2 separate regions of the Mus musculus genome follow, and region 2 is linked to region 1. Evidence: chromatin contacts called from public Micro-C data. All regions are on one chromosome and are shown on one strand. The core of a region is the stretch at or near the end of the contact, and the rest is flanking DNA. Distances in the headings are between cores, read along the strand shown.

Region 1 (5,329 bases), core at 1,703-4,202:
AAATTTTAAGTATCTGAACATTGGTTGAATTCATACACTACACTGAAGGATTTATTTTGTATTCAACATAGGGGCATGCAAAGTTTATATAGCATATATAAACTGCACAATGTATAGGATGTTAGTTTTCTTTTAAAATAAATGCTTGTAGCAGTTTCAGAGAGGTATTTATGACCCAATAACAAAATCAAAGGTGTAAAAAGTTACATAAGTAGTTTACAAATATAGAATCTAACTGCTCAAATCCATCAGTTTTGAATATCCCGGAGACACATCTTTAAAATATTAGTCTTGAACAAGAATGAGCAGCCATATTCTAAGTAGAAATATCTGGGAGAACATTTTCCTTTATGAGCATTTAAAAGAAATGAAAGAAAGAAAAGAAAAGAAGAATCAAAGCCTAGGCTTTGCTCTCCAAAAAAAGACTTAATTTGTAACTAGGAATACATACTGGTAGCAAACAACAATTGAACCCCATAACTACACATAGATGCACACGCAGAGACACAGAAAGAGGGGTGGGGATAGAGGGCGAGGGAGAGAGGGAGAAACTGAAAACCTAAAACCCTTGACTGTTTGATCTTTCCCTGCTTCTTGGTTTCCTCGAGTGTCATCTCCTCCACCATGCAGGCACAGTCCCTTCTCCCTTGGTCAACCAGGTACAATTAGCAGACAAACATAGACTATGTGGTAAGAATACCATTAGGGAAAATCCTTGATTTCAAAAACAGACTTTATTCTCCATAGAAGCAAGCTGAATATTCTGTGCCAATCCAAAACATGTTGAGGGACTAAGAAAGTCCAGTGTCAGAATCAGGGGCTGCTTCTGACAAGACGGTGGGCACTGGCTTCCCATGTTCTTCCTCTGCTAAAATTTGCAGAAAATTATAACTATTCCTTTAAAAAAATGGTAAGATGGCTATAACTGATGCAGAAAAATTCAACCATGACAACTAAAAGACACCTGAATAAGGAAGGGCATAAATTGACCCCAAAGCAGATGAATTAAGAGCTCCCCAAGCACGCACCACTTAATATGGAATTCTTTTGACAGCCTTATTGAATCTTTCTACACAAATCACAATAGTTATGCTTACAATTAGCTTTTGAAACTAACTCAGAGTGCTCCACACTTAGAAGCTGCCTAACTGAACCCGCACCATGTTTTCTTCCCAAGCTCCCACCTCTCTCTCCTATCGCTCATGTTTGGGTTGATGCTTTCTGGGGCTTTTTGTTTGTTTGTTTGTTTTGTTTTGATTTGTTTGTTTGTTTTTGCTTCTTTTTTTCCTCTTCCTCCTCCTCCTCTTTCTCCTTCTCCTCCTTCCCCTGTTTCTCCTCCTCCTCCTCCTTTTTCAAGATTTCAAGACATTGCTTTATCATATCTCTATGATACAATTTCAAAACGTGAGACTCTGCTGACCACAGTCCACCAGTATAAGAAAGCGGCAATTCCCCAGATCGATGCTCCAGCCTCTTTTACTTTGGTGATTCCCTAAGGCAAGCTTAGGCCCTTTCACTAAAAGTACAAGGAAAGGGAGCCTTAACCTTCCAAGAATGTCTTAAATTTTAGGCTCTGCTTGTCAGCTGCTAGGAACCTCACCAAAGCAGTGACCTGAGAAACAGTGTGTGCTGGCAAAGGGACAGAGAAAGAAGCATTTACCCTACCACAGTAGCTCATTGTCTTTTAGAATTTGTATTAGATATCTGGTGTACTGGCCATTAACCATGCACTTCCTCAAGGAGAGAATGGGGGTGTCAAGGTGTTTTAGACTCTAAGCATGTTCAGTGTAGTGAAATTGTTACAATGTATATATGTTTTTACAAGAGAATTTTGGGCCATTACGAACTACCCAATGCCTCATTTAGGAAGTGTCCACTCATCAAAATACCTGGGCTTTCAGTCCCACATACATAATTCCTACATTAATATGCATCAATTACCTTCCCAAAAGCTGTATAAAAAGATACATTGTATTGCTCAAGGGGCTTTAAAATGTTTGTGTTCAAGACTTACAGTAAAAGAAACAGTTTTCATTTTTCCATTTTTGCTTACAACTTCCCAATGCTGCAGAACTGAAACAATTAGCTGCCTCCTGTTCATCGTCACCCATCGCCTGGGCGTCTTCAATCTTCTGGCTCTGCCACAACTGTTTTCTTGTGAGCTATAGCCCCAAATGAGGCTCAATACTGTACAGAAGGATGGAAATCTGAAGGCGCCTTAGAATAACATTCCAGGGCTTCACTGAGGGTTGATCTGTTTCTTTTTAGCCCTGTCCTAGAAACAGTAAGGCTGCCACACATTTAAGGTGGAGTGGGGGTGGGGAATAACATCTAAATTCCTCTTGTATCTCAGAAATCTAAATTAAAACATTGAGGAAGCAGTTACTAGGTTGTTCTGACAAAGATAACAAGGCTGTTAGGATTGGATTTAGAAATGAGCATTGCAGGGCTCTCTCTGTTGTATCCAATCTGGAATGTCACACCCAGACATACAAGTAGTTAGGATGGACTTAAATAGCCAGACCCCATAAAAGACAAAGAAAAAAAAAGTAGCATTGCACATTATTGTGGGCTGAAGGACTTGGTACCATTATTGTAGAATCCTGTACCATTTTGTTTCAATTAAGGAACACAAATAAATCACAATTAAAAAAATAGTTCAATAGGTTTGGAATCACTCTATACAGTCATAGCAAAGCTACCACATTGTTTAAATCGTCTGTGGAGAACCATCATTCTGTAATGACTAACAGAGAAAGGAGACTAGGGGCCTCTTTCCCAGTGTTCTGAAAACCACTTAAGAGTTTCAGTCTCTCTAGATTCATCTATTGGTAAGAAGGACAGGGTGGAAGAGACAGGAAGAATTCAGGGTCTCTCTCAGACAGACACCCTGCAGATTCTGGGAGACCAGGGCTATGGAAGCCTTCCACTGCTACTTTGAAGGCAAGGGAAAAGATAAGAATTTCTCAGTCTTGTTGTCCTTGTAGCTGGGTTCCTGCCCCTATCTGACCATGGGGCCTAGACTCCACAATCTCAGCCAGGGAGAGAGTTTTCCAGGAGGCTGCCATCCTTATTACAGCTGGATCATAACAGGTTAGGCTGTACCCAGAGCCAGTGGACATGAGGAAGTTCCTTGGCTTTAGAAGAGTTAGGGGTCCCTCCTGGAAGCTCTCCAAGGCTAGGCTGAGTCTACCCCATTATCTCCTGAGGTTTCCATTATACCAATGTCATTTTTGCTGTAACAAAGCCTGGAGTGCTGGCCTGTTTTTACAGATTTTTTTTTGCACTATTCTTTCTGCCTTTATTCAAGCAGCAGTATTGAGTGGGTGAACACATCCCCCGGAAACAGCTCCCTGATAACTCAGGAGCCTTTGAGTCTGCAGGGCACTTCTCTAGGTTTTCTGAACAAAGAACTGAGTGTTGGAATTGCAAATAAAATACGTTTTTTTAACCCTCCTTTAGTCAGATAATTTGCTATATTTTTGCCCTCTTAATTTATTATTTCCCCCTTTTTTAAAAAAAAGATGTTTGACTCCCTGATTTTCTTCCTTCTATTGTGACTGTGGACAGTTCACGTCAGGTTCTCCTTGTTCACTTTTCTCTCTACCTTCCCATGCTGAGGATTGAAAAATCCCACAGATTTGTTTTACTACTGAGAGCATAAAAAGCAGCATGTTTGCATTTTGAACAGAGCTGAGATTAAGGCATTTGCAGCCTTGAAATAGCTCTTTCTCAACTTCCATTCCCATGAGGTTATCCACATAGAGTTGCTGTTAGCACAGGGTCAGTGTGATGAAATATATTTGTTGAGTCTCTTTGGTGCCAAAGCTTTGGCCAACTATCTGATCTACCTGATAGTGGCACTGTTTCAGAAATCTCTACTCAGTAGAGCAATATTAGCCCTGTGGATTATCAAACAGAACATGATACTGGAAACCACAGCTAGCAAAACCTTCACATTTTTCCTTCTTCCACACCCTGCCTTAGAGATCCCATGCAAGAATGGGAAGGTGATCAGAGTTTACACACTCAGGATTGTTACTTTAGTAACCCCCTTAGAGGTGAGTTTCAAACATTAAGGCTATAATACTCCCATTTTTAGAGCCAAACTTCAGTGATGCTTTTAAGAGTGAGGCTGGAAAGGGTTGCGAGTAACACTGAGAAAAGCAGTAATTACAGGTGAGGTGATATATTTTAAAAGTTCTGATTTTCTTCTATCTCATACTTCGAGCTTACTTGTGTAAATATACCAGAATAAAGCAGTATTTGTCTAGATGATTGAACACATCAGACTAGCTCATATTACACACAAACCGTTTTAGGTAAAGCTATCTTACCTAAGAGGGTCGAGACAGATTTTAAAGCTAATGATAACACTTCTTGAACCTCCTGGTTAAAACAAAAGACAGAGGACAATCAACTTAGTATCCTTACAGGTATAGAGATGGGGTAAATGTAGGAGGGGAGGAACTAGAGAGGCAACACTGTGGTTGCTTCTCTGCCTAATTAGGACCATGTGATAAATACAAAATCTTCCACAGATTCAAAAACTGGTGGACATGTTGCTCTTATACAACTTTTCCTCCTGCCTTAAACAGAAAAGCAGCCCAAAAATTACCCATCAAGGTCTCTAGGGCATGGGACAGGAAAATTTATTAGCTTTGATGATGACACCCACTTATAATATGTGTGATGTTGGATCCAACAAATCCTGAAGTTCATAATTCTATTCATCCTGTGTTCTCAGAGTAGTTTCACAGTGTCTGGTGGGCCTTGTAGCCCATTTTTACCCTGCTGAAAATGAGGAAACTATCATTGTTGCCATGGGAATAGTAAAGAGAACCACTTGTTGAACATAGATAAGGGCACGCAGGTCACTCTGGCAGTGTGAATTCTGCTTTCCAGGTCGTCCTAAGAAGGGAACATAATAATAACAGCAATGTCCATGAAGTACATAAATTGGTTAGGCATAACTTGAGTCTCACCTGTTGCAAATTCAGTTGTTAAGAGGTTCAGATACCACATGTTTAGGTCCATGCAGTTGCTGAAACTTGAGATCCCAAATGTATCAAGCCAAAATGCTACATCTGATTTAAAGAACCTTCTTGGGATGAGAGACATCAGTGGACTTACTGGAATTTAGCAATTGTGTAATAATGAGTTATTGAACTAATCGATGTACAATAGCCCCACAACAAACTTGAACTAGGTGCATATGCTATCGCCATATGCTGTGTTTGTTATCTGACACAAACAAAAGGACCCAGGTAAATGGGTACAACTTTATTTCTCTGGTGACTTGTGCTGAGTAATTTATTTCCTCTGCAGC
Region 2 (4,850 bases), core at 2,286-4,785, 170 kb before region 1:
CTGGCATCACATCGCTTGGTCTTTGCTGTTCTGAGCACCCACCTCTCACAGGGTGCATGAGTTTACTTACTGTTACTATAATGATATAACTAAGTAGCCAGGAGCTCAAGAGAGTAGTGCAAGATCTTACAAGTGTTCTTCCTTGCTTTAACATACTCTGGTAGATGAAGTCATTACTGGAGTGCATGTGGCAGGCACAGACTTTTGGCAAGGCAGAAAGCCATGAACTAAAAAGATTGCTCTCTTAGCACAACCTTTATGCAGCCTTTATAGCTGAGGTGCCAATGAAAACTCCATAAGGGTAGTTTGGATGTTGTGGATGGCACTGGTGATGCCTGGATTTGATGTTAATTCTGCTTTCTGAGGAGGGGTTGTCTAGAATGAGGAATGAGTCATGTATTCAGGTGACTTCTTATGAACCTTCTCCCCAGTGAATAAAGGAATCAATCACTGGATGAGTAGGCGGGACTTCCAGGTAGGATGGAGGAAGAGAGGAAGCAGGAGAGAGTTAGAGGCTTTTTGGACTGGGAAAGCAAGAGGGGAAGATGTAGCTACTAGTGTCTCCCAGCTTATATGGCGATTTAGGATTTGCCACAGAAGAATTTAGATATAATATGGCTTAAACGATTAGGATTATAGTTGCTGCGCCTCGTGATTGAGTTACCATTGTTTCTGCACTAAGTTTGTGTGGTGTTTTCCTTCATGCAGTGGTTCGATTGGGTTCAAGAAAGAAAGGTACTGTGGCAAAGTTTGCCAGAGGTGCACTACAAAGGCCTTGTGGGTTTTGAAGCATGGGGCTAGCATGGTAGTGACCCACCAGTGGGAACCTAGTGAGCTGGGTGGAGAGATTTTGGAGCTCTGAGTCAGAGTCTCCATGAGATAAGAACTGGCCAGGGTTGAGAGTAGCTGGGTGAAGCCCAGGAACTTGCCTTTTTCTTTTAATATTTTCCACAACAGCTATACCCTGAGCAACTAATTACCTCCTATGATGTCTCACATCTATTAAAGGTGCCGCGACTTTCTCAGCTATCTGTTACACTAAGTATCAAGTTTGCAATGCATGATCCTTGGGCAAATACCCAGGAATAAAATAATCAAAATCACAGAAGAGGGGAGATGCCAAGGGAACATAAGTCTGTGATATTGGAGGGAAATAGGAAAGGCCCTGTCATATAGATAAAAAATATGTGGTTTCTTCTCCAAGTGAGCATATATTCTTGAAGACTTGCAGACAGCTGTGCCTTGAGGGTGCTACATAGTAACAAGGCCAGGTGATCATTACAGGCTGAATGACCGATAGTAGCTTTGGTTTTTGACCTTAAAGTTGGCTCCTGTTTATTTTCAGGTAGAAAAAAGTTCTGGTAAGGAGCACTTCTAGCATCTCTGGTAATTTCTCATATGTGAAAAGGTTGTACAGGTTTTGTTGTGGGGGAGGAGGGAGTTGGCCACAGGTGTAATTCCTCAGTTCAGAATCTCTCTTTATGGTATAAAGATCTTTGAGTCTTTCTTGCACTAATTAAAACAGATACATTATCATGCTGCTTAAATTACAAGTCTGATAAAGTTTCAGAGTATCATAACAGAGAAACAAGTCCCCAAAATGGGAAAAAGTGGGAAGACTAGCCTCCTAGCAATGAATCCTATGATAAGAGATTTCCCAGATAATTTAACTCTGACATAGCAGAGACAATGGAGACTTCAAGAAACATAATGGTATCACCTAGCTAGACTGTGGGTAGTATGGGTGAGCTGGGTTTAGAGCACACATTTTTAGAGGTCTCCTAATGTTCTTTCAGGATATGTCAGCTCTGTTCTAAGTTGATAGTCACTTTAGAGTCTAAAACTAAAGCATCTTTCTGAGCCCTGGTTGCTTTTTACTCAGTTTTGAGTGGAGGAATAAGAGGAAGGACCAGTCAGTGCACTTTGTTATGACTCTGGGTATATTAAAACATAAAGATACATTACTGGGCGATTATAAAGCATGCAGCATATTTTAAATGTTTACATTTAGCTAAATAGAAATTCTAAGAAGTACAATTTATTTTATTATTCACAAGATTGCCTAGGACTTGGAAAATTATTGACATATTCTCTCAATCTGCTCTCTGTATCTCAGAAACTAAATAAATCAGCTTGCTTAGTGATAAAATCAGAACTAAGGCTGAGGCCTAGACTAAATGACCCTCCCTGCTCTTATGTGACAAGCCTGTTATCAGCAGTCCTTCAGCCTGTGTCCACTGTGAGGAACCCTGTCTCCTAGCTGTTCTCCTCTGTAGGTTAAAGTGGGCTTCTGCAAGGACTATGTATCTTGACATTTCTTTGAGCTTCTGACATTGTGCTGAATGACTTGAGCTGTTATCTGTCCTGATTTGAGCCTTCTTAGCAGGCTCTGCTATCACAACCCTGTGTAATTCTCAATGACCCTAACAGCCTGGCTTTCCTATCAGCAAACTGATTGTCCTCTCTTTACCATCTTTTACTGAAAACAGAACTGATAAAGAAGGGAGAAAATGCTTGCTTAATCTGTGCTAAAAAATGTCATAGGACTGGCAAACAAAGCAGACAGTGGTTCAGAGGCTCCTCCAAGGAAGCCTAGCTCTGGCTTGAAGACTAATCTTAGCTTCCACTTTGTAGCTGTGGACAAGTGCCCATGTAGATTGCTTCCAATGCAACCCTAACATCTCATAGACTTATTCCAAGAGGACAGTATTTCTTGTCCCTGAAAGGCAGTGGGTCTGAAATATCAGTTCCTTCCAGAAAGATCATATGTGGAGATCAAGAGAAAAACCCCTCAATGGGTTGCTCCACAGAATTCCAGACTTTCCCTGTACAGCCACAGAACACCATAGAAACTCAGCAAATTACCTTCCATCTTCTGACGTGGGGGCACATTTGAGTGAAATTGAACTAGAAAAAGCCCCTTTGAGCCCATTGAAACAGGGGCATGCCATCTGCCCTCTATTTGTGACCAGAAAGCTCATGCAAAAGAACTACAGGATGCTAACCATGAGTTAAGAAAATGTTACTAAAGAAGAAAGTGTCCCACTTGTCCTGTAACAAGTCCCAGACCCAGGCTTTATGGGAAGAAGCAGCAGGTTAACCTGCCCTTCCTGCCTACCATCAAGCAAACCTCAGTGAGATCCAAGAAATCGCACAGTGGCCAAACATGAGGTTGCTTTTTATATCTATTGTTTTTATGGCAAGCAGATGTGCTTGGTACCTACATTTAAGTACTCATTGATTTAGATGTTGATTTTGCAGACTCATAGAAATTACAGCATAGGCTCTGTTTGTCCCATTCCTGAGGGGGGAACATGCAGACTGTCTCTGTTGCTAGAGCTGTGATCCTGCTCTACCTCATGTTCCTCCTCCTACAGAGCTAAGGTGGCTACAGGCTCCCTGTTGGCTATACACATTGTGTAGAGTTACAGTAGATGAGTGAGATCCTGTTAGAAGCAACTGTGGTTATAAGAGTACCCCAACAGGCATCCCTGAGCATAGCCCAGTAGGCTGCAGTTGCTTTTGTTGTGATTCTTGTATACTTAGCCTTACACAGTGAACTAAAGTGGTTGGGATGGACCTTGGCAGAAAGCAGTGACACATGTTATCTCTGCTTAGCCAAGGCTTAAGCTTGGGGCCAGACCTCCAATCCTACAACTTCTCTTTACTGTGTTTGCTCCTGTTGGGTGGATAGGTTACTGATGCTCCTTGTCTACTCCACTGAGCAAGGTGAGATAAGTTCACTCAACTATAGGTCTCTCTGTTCAGATCAGGACCCAGAAGCCTAACCACATTCTCTGCTGCACAAAACATTAACATTTGCAGGAGAAAAGTAAACCACAAAAATGTGGCCATTTGCCCAAACTGCATGACACAAAGACTATGTAGATATTGAGGTCATTTTGATGCCACATGGTTATTGAAATACACTTTCTCATCATTGAGCTCAAAGGGCAAAGAGCTCAATTTAGTGCAAACTTCACTGAGTTGCTGTAAGGCCTATTTAGCACAACTCACATGAGCAAGGTACTCTTGACCTAGCCTGTTCAGCCTCATAATCCTACATACACTTTTCTCTGTAAAACTACCATACCTTAAATATGGAAGTCTTCTACCCTAATCAGTTCTACCTGCTGATGGGGATGACTTTGAAGTCATCTAGTTCAAACCCTGCTCTGTAACATTAACTCTATCACATCAGTACCATGTGGATGAAATCTTTTGCTTGAGTTAAAGTCCTTAAATGGCCACTGACATCTTTGCTTGCTTTGTATACACTTGCTTTTTATTTTACCTGAAGCTGGGTGTTTTGTTTTGTTGTTACTGTTGCTTTGTTCCTTCTCAGAGGTGTTGAAGTCTTCCTGCTTCTCCTTAGGTATACTGAACAGTTCGTGTTCCTCCTTGGGTATATTTAACCTGTCCTGTTCTTTCTCTGGTGTGTACTAAAGGGAGGTCATAGCTTCCCAAGTATGTTGGGAGTATTAAGCTATAATGTTTCTGCAGAGACTCCTGTCTGTGGTTTTAAAGTCACATTCCTTTATCTATTAAGACAGTTCATATCTCCTTCATGAACTGTGCTGCTGAGATATTTTTCCATCCATGTATGGCAGAGTTATTATAGAAATTCCTCCTGTAGATTGACTGGTTATTTGCCAATTTCACCATTCTTTGGGATGAGAAAGTAGCAGAGATTGTTCTGTCTATTCAAATGTGAGTAATTTCTGAGGTTTATAATGAGGTTAGCAACACTGTTTAGATTCACATCTTTACAATCAATTGTCCCCAAAGTGGTGGAAATGGGAACATGTTTCTGCATAATTTTCTGTCATAGGTTTATAAGAAGTCCATTT

Evidence for each region. A called contact is a pair of places that touch in the nucleus more often than the background predicts.
Region 2: a contact with region 1 is called in a Micro-C map of granulosa cells, with 5 times the contacts expected there. The contact joins two enhancer-like sites. A contact is called at or near these places in 3 of 484 Hi-C or Micro-C datasets (ECoMG-derived neutrophils, granulosa cells and liver) and 1 of 115 datasets of contacts at active chromatin or transcription factors (pancreatic cancer cells).

The regions. Positions count from the first base shown.
Region 1 is chr13:16,280,449-16,285,777 of GRCm38.p6, reverse strand. No RefSeq gene overlaps it. Among named protein-coding and RNA genes, the nearest start is that of Gm31711, 22 kb to the right of the region's middle. Within about 2 kb of position 2,952, at least 12 of the 459 cell types and tissues checked have an H3K27ac peak or open chromatin away from gene starts, as enhancers often do. A contact at or near this core is called in granulosa cells, where this site is marked.
Region 2 is chr13:16,452,431-16,457,280 of GRCm38.p6, reverse strand. No RefSeq gene overlaps it. Among named protein-coding and RNA genes, the nearest start is that of Gm31711, 190 kb to the right of the region's middle. Within about 2 kb of position 3,535, at least 8 of the 459 cell types and tissues checked have an H3K27ac peak or open chromatin away from gene starts, as enhancers often do. A contact at or near this core is called in granulosa cells, where this site is marked.